Regions from separate parts of the Pan troglodytes genome. Here regions 2, 3 and 4 are each linked to region 1. A link is a contact called in public HiChIP or PLAC-seq data. All regions are on one chromosome and are shown on one strand. The core of a region is the stretch at or near the end of the contact, and the rest is flanking DNA. Distances in the headings are between cores, read along the strand shown.

Region 1 (3,071 bases), core at 359-2,858:
CACTCAGGTAAAGCAGGGTGGGGCGGGCGTCTAGACTGCTCCTGCAGATCAAGGGAAGGGTTGGGGTGGGAACAGGGTCAAGGGCCTCAGAGGGCTTCTGCAGTATGTAGCCCACGCTCTTCATGAGAAAGGGCACCCTGAGTGAGAGGTGCGCTATCCTTTTCAGAAGGCTGCCTCCTGCTGCTGCTGTACATGTACATCACATCACGGCCTGACAGAGTGGCCTTGGAGACACAATGGCTCCAGCTGGAACAAGAGGTAAAAACTCCAGAGCCCCTTCTGGACACTGTCCCCACCCCATCCTAAGAACCAACAGAATATCCTTTCTTTCTGCTGAGGAGAAACGGAGCTTTAATTCATTTTAGTAACAAGAGTTGATAAAGCAACTAAAGAGGTAAACTCAGTTTGGGGGCTGTGCACCACACAGATGCAATGCAGACAGGACTTGGCAGAGTTGCCTGATGACTGATCCTGTCTTGGCTTTGGGACTTGGGGGCAGAATAGGGGGCTGGAGGCAGGTGGGTTGCTGGTGACACATGAGTGCTTGTCCTGGGTCTGCCCTGGGAAGGTCCCACACCACTTCTTGGACCCCATTTGTGCAGACAAACAGTTGCTGAAGCAAGTGAACTCTTATAGAAGCTTAAGAAAACCCTCGCAGGGACTGGTCTCCTTCTGCCCAGGATGGAACCAATCTGTTCTTGTTCTAGGTGGTGTGGCTCCTGGCTAAGCTTGGTGTGCAGAGCCCCTTGCCCCCAGTCACTGGCTCCAACTGCCAGTGTAATGTGGAGGTGAGTGGGTAGGGGCCAACAGCTGGCAGCTCTGGTGGTAAGGGGGCCCCGTGCAAGGACTGTAGGCCCCACTGCAAACCCCCTCACCTGAGGTGGCTAGGCTGAGCGGATTGTTAGGGTGCAGGCCATGGTGGCACCAAACCTCAGTCTGCACCCCCTCTCAGGTGGTCAGAGCGCTCACGGTGATGTTGCACAGACAGTGGCTGACAGTGCGGAGGGCAGGGGGACCCCCAAGGACCGACCAGCAGAGGCGGACAGTGCGCTGTCTGCGGGACACGGTGCTGCTGCTGCACGGCCTATCGCAGAAGGACAAGCTCTTCATGATGCACTGCGTGGAGGTCCTGCATCAGTTTGACCAGGTGATGCCGGGGGTCAGCATGCTCATCCGAGGGCTTCCTGATGTGACCGACTGTGAAGGTAAGCCTGCCAGAGGCCATCCTGCCCAGCCCCCACGGCTTCTTCCAGAGGTTCCCCAACAAGTCAGATTCCTGGGTGTCCCCTCAGCAGGCCCCCGCCCACTGCAGCCTGTTCCAGCACTGGGGCCATTTTCTTTTATCTTCCTGCCTCAGTTCTTCTCCAAGCATATTGGGATGCCTTTTGCATCTATCTGTTGAGTGTGCCTGGCAGAGCCACGGTTTTTCCAGAAATAGCCGTGTCTGAATTGCCTTTGTATCACTTTGTTTGCAGTAGCTGAGGGAGCAGGGCCTGGGTGTGGAAGGGACTGGTTAGTTCCTGCGGACGTTGGGGGAGGAGAGGTGGGACCTGCCCTAGGCCCTGGCACCTTTGGGCCCTCACCAGGAACCTCTCCTTTTTGTCTCAGAGGCAGCCCTGGATGACCTCTGTGCCGCGGAAACCGATGTGGAAGACCCCGAGGTGGAGTGTGGCTGAGGCCCTGAGTGTCCAGCCACATGGTGGCACCAGCACCACTCCTTTCCTTACCACATCAACTGATTAAAGCAGTGACCAGCAGGAACTGCCCAGAGAACTGGCTGGCCTTGTTTCCTGAGTCTGATCTGTTTGGCAGAGTGGGAGGGGTGGAGCAGGACCCGGACCCTGAGTGGCTGGGATCCTTCTTCCTGTCCCTGGCTGTTGCTGAGCCCGTCCCCATGGTAACTGATCTGCCTTGAGGAAGGAGCCCTGCCCTGCCTGTGGAATTGTCCTGAGTCATTGCTTTGGGCTGGGGCCATGGGAAGAAACCATTGTGTGGCAGGGAAGGAGGTGGCTCTTGGCCCAGGCCTAAACCAGGAAAGCCTGGGAAACTGGGACCCACAGGTGGGCATGAAAGGGCCGCAGCAGGGGCTCCCAGCAGTGTGTAAGACCTGGAGCTGGTCTGGCACCACTGCCCTGGTCCTTCCAGCTGCCTGTCACTGGTATGATGGCCCCGGTGCATTGTGCCACCAGCAGGCCACAGCTGTGGATCTTGGAAGGCCTCTGGGGTCCCCCGGGAGCGGGGGAGTGGGTGTGGGGGGGGACGGATGGTGGTGAGAGGGACAGACCAGGCAGGCTGATGAGCAGGGCGGGCCTGGCTCACGTGGGCCTGTAGGCGGGCCCGGCTCACGTGGGCCTGTAGGCGGGCCCGGCTCACGTGGGCCTGTAGGCGGGCCCACGCCAAGTTTCACTTCCCGCCACTGCTGCCAGCGAGAGCCGCGGGAGAGTGTGCAGCCGAGTCACTACTGCCTGCCTGCCTGCCTGCCTGCTACGGTGAGTGTGGCCCCCCCAATGGGATGGCGCAGGGCAGGAGGGCCATGGGTTCCCCCACCCCAGACTAAGGGGGCACTAGGGGAGGGGCCGAGTCATGTGAGGAGGGAGCCCCTCTCAGACAGTCGAATGTGCTGGTCCCACTAAGGAAACCACCTCACCCTCTCCAACTTCCTGCCTGAAAATGGGCCCTGGAGCTCGCAGACAGGGCAGGATTGTGCAGGGAAGGCCTGAGATGTGCTTCTGCCCACCCCCTACCCCACTCCCTCCTCTTCGGATCTTAACACTGGGCACTCACACACCCATCCCATGCTCCTCCCCAGGCTCAGCGGCAGGTACGTACCCAACCATGGGCTCGCAGGCCCTGCCCCCGGGGCCCATGCAGACCCTCATCTTTTTCGACATGGAGGCCACTGGCTTGCCCTTCTCCCAGCCCAAGGTCACGGAGCTGTGCCTGCTGGCTGTCCACAGATGTGCCCTGGAGAGCCCCCCCACCTCTCAGGGGCCACCTCCCACAGTTCCTCCACCACCGCGTGTGGTAGACAAGCTCTCCCTGTGTGTGGCTCCGGGGAAGGCCTGCAGCCC
Region 2 (2,961 bases), core at 198-2,697, 170 kb after region 1:
CCCTGGGCCTCCAGCCCCAGGGTTCAGGTTGTAGACGGCTCAGGCCTGTTATGGGGAAGCCAAGGACTGGCTCTCACCTGAGAAGGAGCTTGCTCTTGGAGTGGCAATCTCTCACCTAGAGGGAGAGGCTCCCACATGGAAAGGGAAGTACCCACTTGAAGTGGGGGAAAGAGCTCACCTGGGAATAGAAGCTTTCAAGGGGAATCTCACCTAGAGGGATCTCTGACCTACCAGGGAATCTTTACCAGCCTGGCAAGTTCTGATACAGGGGGAATCTTCCCTCTGCCCAGAGGCACCTACTTGAAGTCAGAGAAAGATCTCACATGGGAAGAAAAGACCTAGAGGGAGAGGGTTCTCACCTGGGGGGTACTCTCCCATAAAGAAAGCTCTGACCTGGGGCGAGGCTCCCACGTGGAATGGGGAAAAGCTGTCACCTGGGAATAGATCTCACAGAAGGATCTTACCTGGGGGAAAACTCTAGCCTGTTGGGGAAGCTTTCACCAGTCAGGAAAGTTCTGATCTAGGAAAAGCCCTGACCTGGGGAGAGGATCCCATTTGAGGGACAGGAACTCACCTGGGAAGCGCCTCTAACCTGGCTGTACTGTTGGAGGAGTGTGGAGTGGGTGCAAGGAAGATCCTCAGAGACTCTTGGGACCGCTATCTCAAGGAGATCGTAGAGCCCCCTCTCCTTTCCTACGTGAGTCACTCAGGTCTTCTTAAAGGGCTCCCTCCCCCGACAACTTGGGACCCGCGTTTGGAGGGCGGAGCCTTGATCATTGGCCCCTCCCCGTAGGAAGGCAACTGGGGCCAGAAAGGCCGGAGCGCTCACTCCGGGGTCAGTGGAGCTGGGTGGACTCGGGACTCAGCTGAAAGCAGCTAGTCCACGGGCCGCTGCCAGGGACTCCCGGCCCCCACGCACCCCCGCCGGCACATCTCCTGGCCGGGCTCCTCCGCACGCAGCTGCCTCCCTGTGGCCCGGGATGGCCCTCGGGCGTCACACCAGCGGCTTTCCGCACAGCCCAAGGGACTGCGGTCGCGCCGGCTCCCGCCCCCACCCCTTGCTGCAGAGGGGCAGCCGCCTGCAGAAAATCGGCAGAGGTAAACCGAGGCGTCGCAAGCGGAGAATGCCTGCTCCAGCGAGGCGCTCGCGCGGGACTACCGGGAATGTGCGCTGAACTCACCCCGACGCATCCGCCAGCCCCATGGCTCGCAAGTTGTCCGGTGCGGGCTGCTCCTGCTGCTCTGGCTAGAGGCCGCTACGCTCCGGAAGGCGGCGCCGGGACCGGGTGAGGCCAGCTGCGCTCTCCCGGGGGCTAATCCCGGGGCAGGACGGGGAGGCTTGGGCCAATCAGCGCGCTGGGGCGGGGCCTAAGTGGCGCGCGCCGGGCGGGGAGAGACTGGAGAAGGAGGATTTAACCGCTTCCTCCCCGGCGACTTGGCCTATGAGGCCTCTCGCTGCTCGCCCGGCCCTCTGCCCGGAGCTGGATGGGACTGCAGAACTGGAACTAAGCACCCGCGCCGGGCTGGCCGCAGTCGCGCCCCCAGGCCCTGAGTAGGTTGGAGCTGATCCCAGGTCCTGGCTCAGCGGAAGGTGCTCACGGAGTGGGAAAAGGAAACTCCACTGGCCGGTGACCCCAGCCTTAACTCGTAGGGGATCCAGGTCTGTGGGGCCTCTCTTGCCTTCAGCTGAGAGCGCCACCCGCAGGCTTTCTGCGACTACGCATCTCTTTGAGACCCGGAGCCGACGGTCCCCAAGTCCTCCCCTTTAACTCTGGCCACCCAGGCCAGAAATGGTTGGAGGATCCCCTCCGCTGCACTAAGCACAGCCCGGACGTAGCTCCCAGCAGGTTACTGCGCGGGCCGCCGAGGAGAATGGTGGGGGTCAGTGCTGTTGGGTGGGCAAGGCAGGAACTGCAAGAGCAGTTCCTCAGGTTGGTTTCACCGCAGGTGAGGGCAAAAAATGCCGGGTCAGGGCTGCAGACCCTGAAGAATTAGGAAGTCCTGTTGCCGTTGCCTTGACCAGCGGGGAGGTTTCCCTTAGCACCTTATTTTCAGCACCTGTGCTCCAACATCAGGCCCCAATCACAAAGTGAGGGGCCAGATTTCAAGGTGAAAGAGATCTGCCATGAAATGGGCTAAAAATAGCTGGATATTCTTGGGAGGGGCTCAGATTCCTCCCAAAGGTCAGTCTGGCTTGAATCATTCACAGCTTCCATCCTACCTCCCCAGCCCCCAACAGGAAAAGGCAACAACTGTTTTCTATAGAAGTTTATTCCCAAAACAGAGCGCGGCTTCACGGAACAATTTACACAGACAGGAAAGAGGGCCGCTGGGCTGGAGGAGGGGAACCCCAGAGAGGGGCATCTACGAAACCTAGGACATAGTAAAGACACCCTCCCACCCCCAGCAGGCCACTCAGCCCTTCAAGAGCTGGGGTCCTTCTCGGTAAGGAGAGTTTGGGTCCTGGCTGGTGGGATTTAGCTCCAGTCAGGGAAGTAGAATTTCTAATCTCCCAGGAAACTGCTTCCCAAGAGTATGCATGGGGTGGTGGGTGAGGAGGTGTCTGCACAGACCACCCCCCAACCCTGCACAGCCACTCTCCCCAGTGGTTAGAGGACGCCTACTCTCAAGGTCTTCTGGGTCTGCTGTTAAACGGGACTCAAGGCTGACCTTCGGCCTGGGAGAGCTGGGGGTTAGAGAAAACCCCTCAAGATGGCCAGGTCAGGGTCCTCACAGGTGGGTCCTCCAAGTCCCTCTCCCACTTTCCCTACCTTTCACTTGTAAACAAAGGAAAAAAAGTTATCTACTGTAAACAAAGTGTAAAACTCAAAGTTTTGAGTTGTAAACAAAGTAAAAACATTTTTTGAATCTGGACTTGTAAACAGTAACAAAATTTTAAAGTCTTCAGTTCTGGACAGCAGACAAAATAGCAAAAGTAAGAGTTTTGTGAACAGGGTCGTA
Region 3 (2,700 bases), core at 123-2,622, 220 kb after region 1:
GCTGGCGGCACGTAGCCCGTCTCACCACTGCGCGCCCGCGCGGCCAGCCACCAGTGCGCGCTGCTTCGCTCTAGCACCAGGAAGGTCTCGCCCGCGGCGAACGCCAGCGCGTTGGGCTCCGCCGAGCGGAACGCGTACAGCGCGCGGTACATGAGGCCGGGCAGGGCAGGTGCAGGGAAGGTGGCAAGGGCTGCGGAGCCACAACGCCAGGCCGGGAGCGCCGAGCCGCGCCGCGGTCGTCCCGAACCGTGACACACTACGCAAGCGCGCGCGGGCGCGCGCGCCCTCCCGCCGAAGCCCCGCCCTGGGCTGTATCGTTCCACGCATCGGAGAGCAGCGCCCCCGCGCGGCCCCAAGAGGTGCGGCGGGGCTGGGGTCGACAGCTCGCTGTCTCCTCTGGTCCCTCCCGGCTCCAGGCCCCTCATCCCCGGACACCACACCCTCACTCCTCACCCCGGCCTCAGTTTCACCCGTCCAGCCCTCTGCTCCCTTTCCCCGCTTAAGTCCGAGCGCTGCGTCCCGTCCTACCTCCCGGTGAAAGCGCGCTCCGCTCGTAGCGGGTGCGCCCCTGCCGCCCTGGGGCAGTGGGTCCCATCTACTAATTGCAAGGACGGCGACCTCGAAAGGATGATCTTGCTGATCCGACACTTGGAAGCCCCCGCGGGGCCCGGCTCTCGGTGTGTCTAGGCCTCACCACCTGTCTTCACCGAGTGCCGGTGGTGGCCAGTGGGGAGCAAGTGTGGGGAGAAGGGGGCCACAAAAGCAGAAACCAGGCGGGGCTATTCCCTGTCTAAAGCCCTCCCATCTTTGCTCCCCACCCCTACTCCTCCTCTCTCTTCAGCTATGGCTGTTTTTCTCTATATTGGGCCTTTGCATATTCTGTTCCCTCTACCTGGGACAATTTTCCCTTCCCTCTCCTATAGTATTTGTCCGTCAAGCTCCCACCCCCATCAATCGCTATCATCTTGCTGTGTTTTATTGTCTTTATAGGACTTAAGATTTGCGATGCCCCTTTCTGAGAGCATAGAGGAGGGCTGAAAGAGGGAGTGGGGTACCACGGTGGCCTTAAGAGCCTATTTGATCCACCCAGCTTTCCAGTCAGCCCAGATCTCCAGATATATGAAATCCTTGTAATGAGTGCCTGGAAGACCCAGGGAAGAGGCCCTCAGGGTCCTGGAGAGACTGTGGCTGAGAATGGTCCAGCTACGCTCCACAGGAAGCCCGAGCCCAGGAAGCAGGAGGCGTGTACAGGCCAGTGTGTGCAAGTTTTCTATTTTTATCTGTATTTATTTTTTGAGACAGGTTCTTGCTCTGTCGTCCAGGCTGGAGTGCAGTGGGATGATCAAGCTCATTGCAGCCTTGACCTTCCAGGCTCAAGCCTACTGTCTCTGGGACTACAGGCATGCACCACCACACTCAGCTTTTTTTTTTTTTTTTTAAGTAGAGACAAGGTCTTGCTATGTTGCTCTGGCTAGTCTCAAATTCCCGGACTCAAGCAGTCCTCCCACCTTGGCCTTCCAGTGTTGGGATTATGGGTGTTATCCCGTAATCTGTCTGACCCAGTTGCCTATTTTTAGGCCTAAAGTACATAGGCCTAGTGTGAGGTTCAGGTGAGGGGTAGAACTGCTAGAAACTGACATCCAGACCCTGCCTTCTCTGCACCAGGTCTGGCTCTGCAGTTCAAGACCTCTCTTGGCCCTTCCTCCTCCCAGAAGCCCTCCTGGGGCAGAGCAGAATCTCGGGGTCTGTGCTGTCTGGGACTGCCTGAAGAATAAGACTGGTGAAATTGCAATGGGGACTAGGGCTGGGCAGGAGTGGTGACAGGTGGTGTGGCCAAGAGGACCACCCTACCTACCCAAACACGCCTTTTTATGGTACCCTCCATCACCTGGGCCCCTTTACAACACAGTCCATGGCTGCCAATGGACCAGACCCGAGGCTAGAGACCCTAGTATTGCTTCCAGGACATCTATCACAATAGCCAGCCAATTAGCTGCTGCCAGTGGCATAGGAGGGATTAAAAGCTGGACCCAAGGTTTGGATCACCTGCTATCTAATTGGCTTAAGCTGCATACGGCCCATGAGAAGACCTGTGTCAAGCGTCATGTGGTTTTTGGATAGAGGTGCTGAGACACTTAGCCAGCACAGACCCCAGAAGGTATGTAAGTTGGGGATCCTTTCTGGGTAACCTTCAGGATGCTGGGTTGGAGACTGTACACCATGCCAAGAGGCTGTGCTGACTTTAGGATCCATGGGGTGGGGGTGGCAGCCAGGAGAATACTGAGCCAGGGAGGTGGTCACAGCATGTGGTGAGGCTTGGGAGGGGGACTGCCTGCCCTTGGAAAGAATGACAGGAGCACTATATACAATAAACAAAAAGATTTGTATTAGAACATATACACTCAGGGAAGAAAGAGGTATCATCATCAAATGTGGAATGTTGAAGAAATAGTTAAAATAAATAAAGACTCCAAGCACAGCTGGGACTGGCTCAGGCTGGGGCTCACAGAGGCCACTGCACATCAGCTCCAGGCTGCAGGAGCCACCACCTGGCCATACTGGCCTCCTCCCTGACGCAGCACAGCTGTGCCTGGGACACAGAGTCGCTCTCAAGTACTGGAGCAGCTAGCAAGCTCACTCCCCACTCTCCTCACTTATCTCTGTGACAATGTCTATCAGGCTCTGGAGCCCGAAGATATA
Region 4 (2,883 bases), core at 144-2,643, 200 kb after region 1:
ACCGCGGTGCCTGCTGCCTCATTCTCCGGCACCAGCGTCTGGTAGTTGTACTGCGGAAACTGCGGGTGGCGGTTTGCGGCGCGACGAAAGCGTGCCCGGTTCGCCGAGGTTATTTTCCTGGCTTCAGGACGGGCCGGGAGTCCCGGGGGACGCGGCCCGGGGCGCTGCGGGAGGAAGCGGCGGCGGAAGAGACCCCGGGAGCGCATGCGCTTGGGCGCCGGCTCGGGAGCTGTCCGAGACTCGCGGGGTGCTGAACCTGATGCAGGAGCTGTCCTCGCCGTGCGTGGTGCTGAATCCAGCTCGGGGCCAGATCCCGAGGCCCCTGGAAGACAGTTCCGCCGGGGGGCTGTCCTTTCTGCTCCGGATGTCGTGGCTCTCTCGCCCTGACCCTTGCTCCCTGTTGCCCATAATTCCCCACAGCAGCGCGCGGTGCCCACTCTTTTGCGGGAGCCTGTCCCAGCGTTCCGCTGGGAGGACACCGGCTTGGGACCGTGGTGCCGAATCAAAAAGTCTGAAGGGAGGGGCGAGCTGTTCCCCGAGCCCGGGACCCCTGAGGACAGAGCCCCTGGTGACAGACTACCTCTTTGCAAAGGTCCTGTCCGCCCGCAAGAGGAGACCTCTGGGCGCCAGTATAACACAGACCCTGGTCCCTGTCCTGTCTCTCGTTCGCGGCTGCCCAATGGCTGGACGCCGTGTTCAATCCCCAGCTCCTCGTTCGGCTGCTCAGGGGGCCCTCGACTATTCCGGGCGCTTTGCCTTCTCCCTCGGAGCCCCACGAAGATAGGCTCCCTGACCCCCAGGCCAGGCCCCCCATCCTCCCGGACCCCGGAAGACTCCGGACAAAGAGCTAAGGCTCCGCCACCGATATGCGCCCTTGGCCCCGTAGTGGCAGCTAAGCCTGGGTCCCAGCCCTGGTGCCCACCGCCCCCCAGCTCCTCCTGGCTGAGGGGGAACAAAGAGAGGAGAAGGAGCAGGAGTATGGGGGTCGACCGTCCCCCGAGGCCCCGCCACGGCGGCCGCCTCGCCATCATCCCCCGCCTCCCTGCACGGCCTCCACCGCCCCCCGCCCCGGTCCGGGCCTTGGGCTGGCCCCGCCGCTCGGGCCCCCTCCCGGGCCCCTGCCGCCGCCCCGGGCCCCCGCCCCTCCGCCTGTCTCTCCGCACCCCCGCCGCCCTCTGGGCACCATCTACTCCGCGGCCGGAGCCCCTCCGGCGTGCGGCCCTGGCTTTTTCCGCCCCCACCACAGCATCCCCGACGCTGCTGCCGCCTCCCGCCGCTCCAACATGGCTCCCGGCCGCCCCGATGGTTCGCTCCACCTCTGCCCCGGCGCCCGAAACACGGTGGTACAACCCATCGCGCATGGCAGCTCTGAGGACCGAAGATGTTGCCGCCATCTTTATTGAGGACGTGAGCGTTGCTCCTGGTGCTGAACAGAGCGCGGAGGTTCGCCGTCGTTGGGTCCGCCCTCCCGATTTTCGGTCGCCGCCTTCACCCACCTCCCTCCTTCTAGGGCGCTGTCCCAGCTCCGTCTCCCAGCCTTTTTCTGTCCTTCCAGATCTCTTGTTCCCCCTTCCTGACCACTAGTTCTGAACCGTGTCCCGGATTTTGGTCTGAAATTTTGGTGCCCATGAGCGTTCTCATAGCTCTGGGAGGGGGTACTGTGTGAAATCCTGGGGTAGAGGGGACGATGGCTGGACAGGGGTCTGGGGTGCCAGCACCCCGAACAATAGCTTTAACTATCCCATCAGCTAGTTTTATGAAACATGTCGCGACCACCTGCTTGTTTGGATCGCCCCTGCGGAGCAGGGACCAGAGATGACCCTCCCGAGGCGGGAGCAGAGGCCAAATTCTTCCCTGCCTTGCTGGTCCCCAGCAGTCTCCCGGGCTCGGGGACCCTTCACTGGAGGCTGCACCCCCTCCCAGGCTGCGAGTCCCGAGTGCTCTGGGATGCCACGTGGAGCCCGGCGTTGCCCCATGGCTGCGGGCCCCGCTTCTTCGGGTCCCCGCCCCTCGTCCGTCACGACCGCATGCCTTAACCCCTTGAAGGGACTGACACAGAAACTCAGTCCTCCCACCACCCTCGGTGCATTCCAGCTCTCCCTGCGTAACTCCTGGCACGCGCCGGTCTCGCCAGGCCAATGGGTGGACCTGGCGCAACAGACGTCACGAGAGGAGCGGAGGCGAGGGGTGAACGCAGAGCACTCCAATCAGTCAGTCATTGTTTCTATTGGCACAATGGGAGGCCCCGCCCCTCACGGCGGACTCATCGCATGGGGGAGGGGGCTCCGCGGGTTGCCGGCTAACCGTGAGAGATAGTCCGGGAGGTACACTATACGGACTGGCCTCCAAAGGCGGAATCGATAACGAGCTGCAGCGCCGGGTGCAGAGGACGCGGGCATCCCGAAGCCCAGGAAGAGGTCAGGGCCGGGACCCCAGAACGCTCCACAGGGTGCGGCTCCCGCGATGGGGTGGATCCTGGTTCTAACAGGCGAGGAACTCCTGGCCAAGGCCTCTGGCCCGCCCCGAACGGTCCCTATGACATCACCATCAACCAATCAGTCGGCGCATCCTTTCGCCCCTTGACTGCTCCGCTTCCGGGAGGCGGGGCTTCTGCGGGTTCCACCTCCCGAGCGCCCCTTGTGGCTACCAAGGACAGGCAACAGGTGTCCAGTTGTTCCCTCTCCTGTCTACGAATCTGACGACCTCCCCAGGATCAGAGCTCTGGGCCGGATACACGGCCGGGGTTCCTACGGGTTTGTGGGTGGGGGTGGAAGATCTGCAGAGGCACTTAGGGCTGAACTCCTTTGAATGGGAGCCAATCGGTGCAGGGGCTGGAGGAGCGAGTCCCCCAAAGTAGTTTTATTTATTTATCTATTTAGAGAC

What was found. HiChIP or PLAC-seq counts read pairs in DNA pulled down with a chosen protein or histone mark.
Region 2: an H3K4me3 HiChIP or PLAC-seq map of stem cell-derived excitatory neurons shows a contact between it and region 1, with 13 times the contacts expected there. The contact joins the promoter of SLC26A6 here to the promoter of TREX1 in region 1. A contact is called at or near these places in 1 of 7 Hi-C or Micro-C datasets (stem cell-derived neural progenitor cells) and 1 of 1 datasets of contacts at active chromatin or transcription factors (stem cell-derived excitatory neurons).
Region 3: an H3K4me3 HiChIP or PLAC-seq map of stem cell-derived excitatory neurons shows a contact between it and region 1, with 10 times the contacts expected there. The contact joins the promoter of NCKIPSD here to the promoter of TREX1 in region 1. A contact is called at or near these places in 1 of 7 Hi-C or Micro-C datasets (stem cell-derived neural progenitor cells) and 1 of 1 datasets of contacts at active chromatin or transcription factors (stem cell-derived excitatory neurons).
Region 4: an H3K4me3 HiChIP or PLAC-seq map of stem cell-derived excitatory neurons shows a contact between it and region 1, with 12 times the contacts expected there. The contact joins the promoter of CELSR3 here to the promoter of TREX1 in region 1. A contact is called at or near these places in 2 of 7 Hi-C or Micro-C datasets (induced pluripotent stem cells and stem cell-derived neural progenitor cells) and 1 of 1 datasets of contacts at active chromatin or transcription factors (stem cell-derived excitatory neurons).

The regions. Positions count from the first base shown.
Region 1 is chr2:52,492,878-52,495,948 of NHGRI_mPanTro3-v2.0_pri, forward strand. It overlaps TREX1 (three prime repair exonuclease 1), which reads left to right and starts at 1,609. Exons shown (of 2, transcript XM_024355459.3): 1 at 1,609-2,489; 2 at 2,810-3,071. The coding sequence starts at 2,836. It overlaps ATRIP (ATR interacting protein), which reads left to right. Exons shown (of 12, transcript XM_063805739.1): 8 at 1-7; 9 at 167-258; 10 at 708-788; 11 at 953-1,205; 12 at 1,609-1,773. The coding sequence ends at 1,676.
Region 2 is chr2:52,662,679-52,665,639 of NHGRI_mPanTro3-v2.0_pri, forward strand. SLC26A6 (solute carrier family 26 member 6) reads right to left here and starts at 1,448. Exons shown (of 21, transcript XM_063805750.1): 1 at 1,182-1,448. The coding sequence starts at 1,204. CELSR3 (cadherin EGF LAG seven-pass G-type receptor 3) reads right to left here. Exons shown (of 35, transcript XR_010155192.1): 35 at 2,254-2,961.
Region 3 is chr2:52,714,113-52,716,812 of NHGRI_mPanTro3-v2.0_pri, forward strand. It overlaps NCKIPSD (NCK interacting protein with SH3 domain), which reads right to left and starts at 1,373. Exons shown (of 13, transcript XM_054681833.2): 1 at 529-1,373. IP6K2 (inositol hexakisphosphate kinase 2) reads right to left here. Exons shown (of 9, transcript XM_016941061.4): 9 at 2,365-2,700. The coding sequence ends at 2,635.
Region 4 is chr2:52,690,053-52,692,935 of NHGRI_mPanTro3-v2.0_pri, forward strand. It overlaps CELSR3 (cadherin EGF LAG seven-pass G-type receptor 3), which reads right to left and starts at 1,394. Exons shown (of 35, transcript XR_010155192.1): 1 at 1-1,394. LOC107970638 (a long non-coding RNA gene) reads left to right here and starts at 2,585. Exons shown (of 4, transcript XR_001713329.2): 1 at 2,585-2,663. NCKIPSD (NCK interacting protein with SH3 domain) reads right to left here. Exons shown (of 13, transcript XM_054681833.2): 13 at 2,824-2,883.